Linked DNA regions of Zea mays: region 2 is linked to region 1. The links are chromatin contacts, called in public Hi-C maps. All regions are on one chromosome and are shown on one strand. Each heading gives the region's core, a stretch centred on a gene start, on an enhancer-like site or on the middle of the called end of the contact. The rest is flanking DNA. Distances are from core to core; before and after follow the strand shown.

Region 1 (2,751 bases), core at 158-2,657:
TTCAGCGGACGGACGTATATGGTGGTTCCGTCTTTGCCGTGTGCGAGTTGTGGTATCCTATAGAATAGAGTGGCAATATCAGGAGCAAGTTAGATTGGTGATAAGTTCGTTTCGTCCTTCGTCCTCTTTCTTTCGGTTGTTTCCGCAGGCGAGTTGGTCGGATCATCCATGTGAGGTAAGCAATGGGAAGGCTATATGTAATATACTCCCTCCATTTCGTTTTAGTTATCGCTGAATAGTGCAAAATTAAACTATCCAACGATAAATAAAAAGAAACGGATGGGCGCGAAAACTATGTGCCGCAGAGCCCTATCTATGCATGTAGGATGTGGCTGTCATATTTCACAACTACCGTTCGATCTTTTAACAGACAAATGAATGACAAAGGGAAGACAGGCTGAGCGAGAGGCCATTGTCAGCCAGCCAAGTCTGAAACTCATCATGGAGGAAAGAGAAGACCCGCTGGCCAGGCAGCGGTCCCTGTCAAACGGGGTGGGGGCTAACAGTGATGGCAAGTGAATGATATATTTCGGCATGCCTAAACACGTGAAAGTTGCGGCGTCAGTATTTGGGACATGGACGCATAGTGCCGCCTGAACCAGCAGCGTGACGACTGACGAGGAGCAAATTAACGAGCAGAACCGAGCACACGACAGCCGCTCCAAGGCCAAGGCCAGAGCCCAGAACCAGAAGAAGGCGCAAACGGCAGCGAGAGCGAGCGGCCGGGGGAGAGAGAAGCGGACGGGTAGGTTCCGCCGAGGTAGTAGTGCGGGAGGACGACGTCTGGATATATACCTTGCGTCTCCAGCGCGAGGCGGACGGTGTACCCGTGCCGGAGGAGGCGGTCGACGACGGCGAACCCGACGAAGGAGATCCCTCCCGTGACGCACACGGCGCGCGCCGCGGCCCCTCCGGCGTCGCCGCCGGGGCTGCGCTTGGCGTCCGCGTGGCCCGCCGACCGGCGCCACCCGCCCGCGGCCTCGTGCCCGCCGCCTGCCAGGAGCGCGGCGCGCAGCTCGTCCACCTCCGCCTGAAGGCTCTGCGTGCTCCGAAGGACGCCCATGCCGCCGGCCCGGGTCCCTGCCTGCGCCCGCGCTGCTGCGGTAGTGGTACGTGCCTCTGCGCGCGTCTGCCAATCCCGTCCGGGGCCTGCCGCGCTCCCGGTGGCCTGGTGTTGGTGGAGCGGTTCGCGAGTGTACTGTGTACTCACAACGAGTGGGGGTGGGGTGGGTGAGCGCAGGCGGAGACGTGGATAAATAGCCACATGCTAACTACAAGGTGAGAACTTTTCGGAGAGGAGGGAGGGAACTCGCCTCAGGCAACAGATCGCTCTGTGTTTCGTCGCGCGAGGGGTTGGGTAGGTAAGCAGGCTTGTGCGTTGCGGGGGCGCCCGCGTGGTGAGCCACTGTGTTGTCTGTCGACTGGCTGTGGCTGCTGCCAGCCTCCGTACTTTAGCTCCGCCGGGGCTTGTTTTTTTTTTTCTTCTTCTGTAGCACGGAGTGGGGAGCCTGTTTCCCGGGAGGCCGGGACATCTGGTTAGTTGACATGGACGGCAGAGATCGCACTGCCGTTCCTATCCAACGGTCTAGCCTTTAGCCTTTGGTAGCGGAAGTAGACACGCTATGCTTCGTAGGGCTGGTCATTCGGTCTGTTAGGGTAATTCGGTTCTATATATTCGGATTTTTTGAAATTTCGGGTTATGAAAAATAAGAACCGAAATTTTCAAAATAATTTTAGGAACCGAACCCGAATAGACCCACAATTTCGATTCGGTCTATTCGGTCCACCGAATAGACTCGAATAGTATAGAGACTATTATCTTTTGTTAAAATATATACAATTAATAGTTAATTGGAAGTACTATTATTACAACAAGCGACTATAAAAAATAGTATACTGAGACATATATACTATCTTTAAGATGATATCACAATTTTTAACTAATAAGTTTATAAATCATATAATAATATCATCATATATTAAGAGCTTTTTATATTTCGGGTTATTCGGTCTATTCGGGTTTTAAAGGTTAGGAACCGAACCCAAACCCATACCCCGAAATATAGCACATATAGGAACCAAACCCGAATAAACCGATAATTCGGTCTATTCGGGTTCGGGTTCGGGTTTCGGTTTTAAAATGCCCACCCCTAATGCTTCGCACGCACGGCACGCCAATGATTTCGATGGTCCCGGTTCGATTATTACAAACTAGTATTTTTTTTACTTGTCGTGTTTTAGTTTAAAAGTAAATTAGTTGGTGACAAATATTCGAGAACGGAGGTAGTACCTTAGAATCTAGACCAAATTAGACGATTATATAGGTGTGAATGGGATTTAATAATATTTTTTTTGTTTAAAATGATCTTGACTTTAATGCTTAGCACTTGAGAAGAGTTATTCGTATGTTGTTGCCAAGACATATTTAAGGATCCCAGTATAGAAAGTTACTGTGGGATCTTAGCTACTGCGGTATGGACCCATACCCATTACCCCATGATGTACCATGACGTATCGCGGCTCCAGTTAAGATGGGTCTTAACCATCACAGGGCACTCCAAAATAATGACATTTACACCACCAAATCTAGCAAAGTCCACTTAAGTGTGACCAAGGATCTCGGGGCCTCAGGGACACTCCTACACTTAAAAGAAACTAGTCATCATGAATGGTTTAAGACATGAAACATCAAGGCTAGAGACATCCCTAACTAGAACGACCTACGTCCTCCCATGCACGGGGGGACACTCA
Region 2 (2,700 bases), core at 36-2,535, 470 kb before region 1:
CAAACTGAGGCTTTCCACTAAAGTTATGTTGCTATAGTATTTTTTAAGAATTATTTTTAAATTTGATGGTGTTCATTACTTAGCAGTAGGACGAGTGTGCATGTCTCAGCGTCATTGTCTATGTTAGGTTTAGAAAAAAGAGGGACAAAGGACATATGGACTATGGATCTTATATTGGTGTTATTAAGAAAGGACAAGGTGGTAGTGGGTTAGTTAGGTTGTGCTAGTTTATTTATTACTATGTCTGTTCTCGAATATTTATCGTCGACTGATTCATTTTCAACTAAAACGCGACACGTGATAGATAAAAAATAACAAAGGGGTACCTACATCATTCTAAATTATAGGTTAGTTTGTATTTTCAATGAATTATTTTGTTGTTGTTATCTATATATAGGAGGTGTTTGAATGCACTAGAGCTAATAGTTAGTTGGCTATAAAATTGCTTGTGGAATTAGCTAACTAACTGTTAGCTAATTTGCTAAAAGTAGCTAATAACTAAACTGTTTAGATGTTTTGAGCTAATTTTATCAGCTAACTATTAGATCTAGTGCATTCAAACACACAATAGCATATATCTAAATTTATATAAGCTAGTGATATAGAAAATATAAAGTGTCCTAAAATTTAGAATATATGAATTGATAAATAAACAAAATCGACGTTTGAGCTTCCAAATCCTTTCGAATGGGCTCTATTTATATCGACCGATAATAGATCAACATCTGGCCCCAATCATAGGGCCATTAAGCTCATGACCCACTCCAATCCCAACCCACATTGATTTGTTTCAGCTCAGTCCAATCCGGTCCGATCCTAGAAGTCACACCGTTCTAATCCCACTCGGTCCTTTTTGAATCCACGGGCTCTCAAGCAAGCACTCGAGGGCTCTCACAAGCGAGGACGAAAAAGATTGGAATTCTCTACCTGCAGCCTGCAGGTGTGCTCAACTTCTCGATCTGGTACTAATTCACTACAGCGTACTGTGTTTACCCAAGATCGATTAAATCATCATGGGGGTGTTTGGTTTAAGGAATCACTACATCCAAATTGAGGTGGTGCATCATAGGTTCATTCCTCAAATTTGGTGGGATGACCTCATTCCTCATATTAGTACTAACTAACTAACTATGAGGAATGAGGTGGTGATGGATCAACTCATTCCATTCCACAAACCAAATAAAAATAGTGAGGAGTGAGAAGATGATGAACTAGCTCATTCCTCAAACCAAACACCCTACATATATCTTCTCTCGTTCCTGGATGTCATCGACACTGATTCCTCTTTGTTTTGTTGGAGCAGCAGTACGTACGCGCAGCGCAGGCCCAGCTGATTGCGCCATGGAAGATCATCATCATCATACAGCAACGATTGCGCACACGTGGTTGGCGGCGATGGCGATCGCCGTGCTCCCTATCCTCTCCGTCCTGATTCTGGCTGCCACCAAGCAGATGGGAAGAACCGTCTTCGCCCCTCCCAAGCGCCGAGAGCCGCCGGTGGCGGAGGGCGCTCCTCTCCTCGGCGTCCTGCCTGCCATCCTCACCAGGAGCTTGCAAGGCGTGATCTGCGACCAGTACTTGAAGCTCGGCAGCGTGTTCACGCTGAGCTCCTTGGGAGTGAAGGTGACGTTCCTGGTGGGCCCCGAGGTGTCCGCCCACTTCTTCCATGCCGCCGAGTCGGAGATCAGCATCGGCGACGTCTACAAGGTCACCGTCCCCATCTTTGGCAAAGGGGTCGGCTATGACGTCGACAACGACACGCGCAACGAGCAGCACAGGTTCTTCGCCGACACTTTGAGGCCGGCCAAGCTCAGGAGCCATGCCCGTCTCATGGTCCGCGAGGTGGAGGAGTACTTCGCCAGGTGGGGGCAGTCCGGCACGGTCGATCTGAAGCAACAGGTTGAGGACGTTCTCTTGCTGATTGCGAGCCGGTGCCTGCTGGGGAAGGAGGTTCGGGATCACATGCACGACGAGGTGTCCTCGCTCCTCCGCGAGCTTATCGGCGGCCTGCACCTAGTGAGCCTTTTCTTCCCGTACCTGCCGACCCCGGCTCACCGCCGCCGCGACCGAGCGCGCGCCAGGCTCGAGGAGATATTCTCCGGGATCGCCAGGCTGCGCAAGAGCTCATGCTCATCCGGCCGCGGCGCCGGGGACGACGGCGACCGCGACCACGACATGCTGCAGGGCCTGCTAGACTCCAGGTACAGAGACGGGCGCGGCACGACCGAGGCGGAGGTCACCGGCCTGCTCGTGGCGCTGCTCTTCGCCGGCCATCACACCAGCGCAACGGTCACGACCTGGACCGCGGCGCGCCTGCTCCGCCACACAGAGTGGCTGCACGCAGCCACTGAGGAGCAGAGGCTGCTGCAGAGGAACGATCAGAACGACGCTGCAGCCATCGACTACGACGTCCTGCTCCGGATGGACGTCCTCCACCGCAGCGTCAAGGAGGCGCTGCGGCTGCACCCGGTGACCCCAATGATCCTCCGCCGCGCGCGCAGGCCGTTCACCGTGCGCACTCAGGACGGCTCCGAGTACGAGGTCCCCGAGGGGCGCATGCTGGCGAGCCCGCTGGTGGTGAATAATCTGCTCCAGGGCATCTACAGGGACCCTGATGTGTTCGACCCGGATCGCTTCGCCGCCTGGAGGGAGGAGGACAGGGTCGGCGGCGACCTCGCCTACACCTCCTTCGGCGCCGGG

Evidence for each region. A called contact is a pair of places that touch in the nucleus more often than the background predicts.
Region 2: a contact with region 1 is called in a Hi-C map of bundle sheath, with 2.5 times the contacts expected there. The contact joins the promoter of LOC100273258 here to the promoter of LOC103651450 in region 1. A contact is called at or near these places in 2 of 25 Hi-C or Micro-C datasets (bundle sheath and endosperm).

The regions. Positions count from the first base shown.
Region 1 is chr3:221,267,230-221,269,980 of Zm-B73-REFERENCE-NAM-5.0, reverse strand. LOC103651450 (cinnamoyl-CoA reductase-like SNL6) reads right to left here and starts at 1,407. Exons shown (of 5, transcript XM_008677078.4): 1 at 796-1,407. The coding sequence starts at 1,063.
Region 2 is chr3:221,734,673-221,737,372 of Zm-B73-REFERENCE-NAM-5.0, reverse strand. It overlaps LOC100273258, which reads left to right and starts at 1,285. Exons shown (of 1, transcript NM_001147700.1): 1 at 1,285-2,700. The coding sequence starts at 1,342.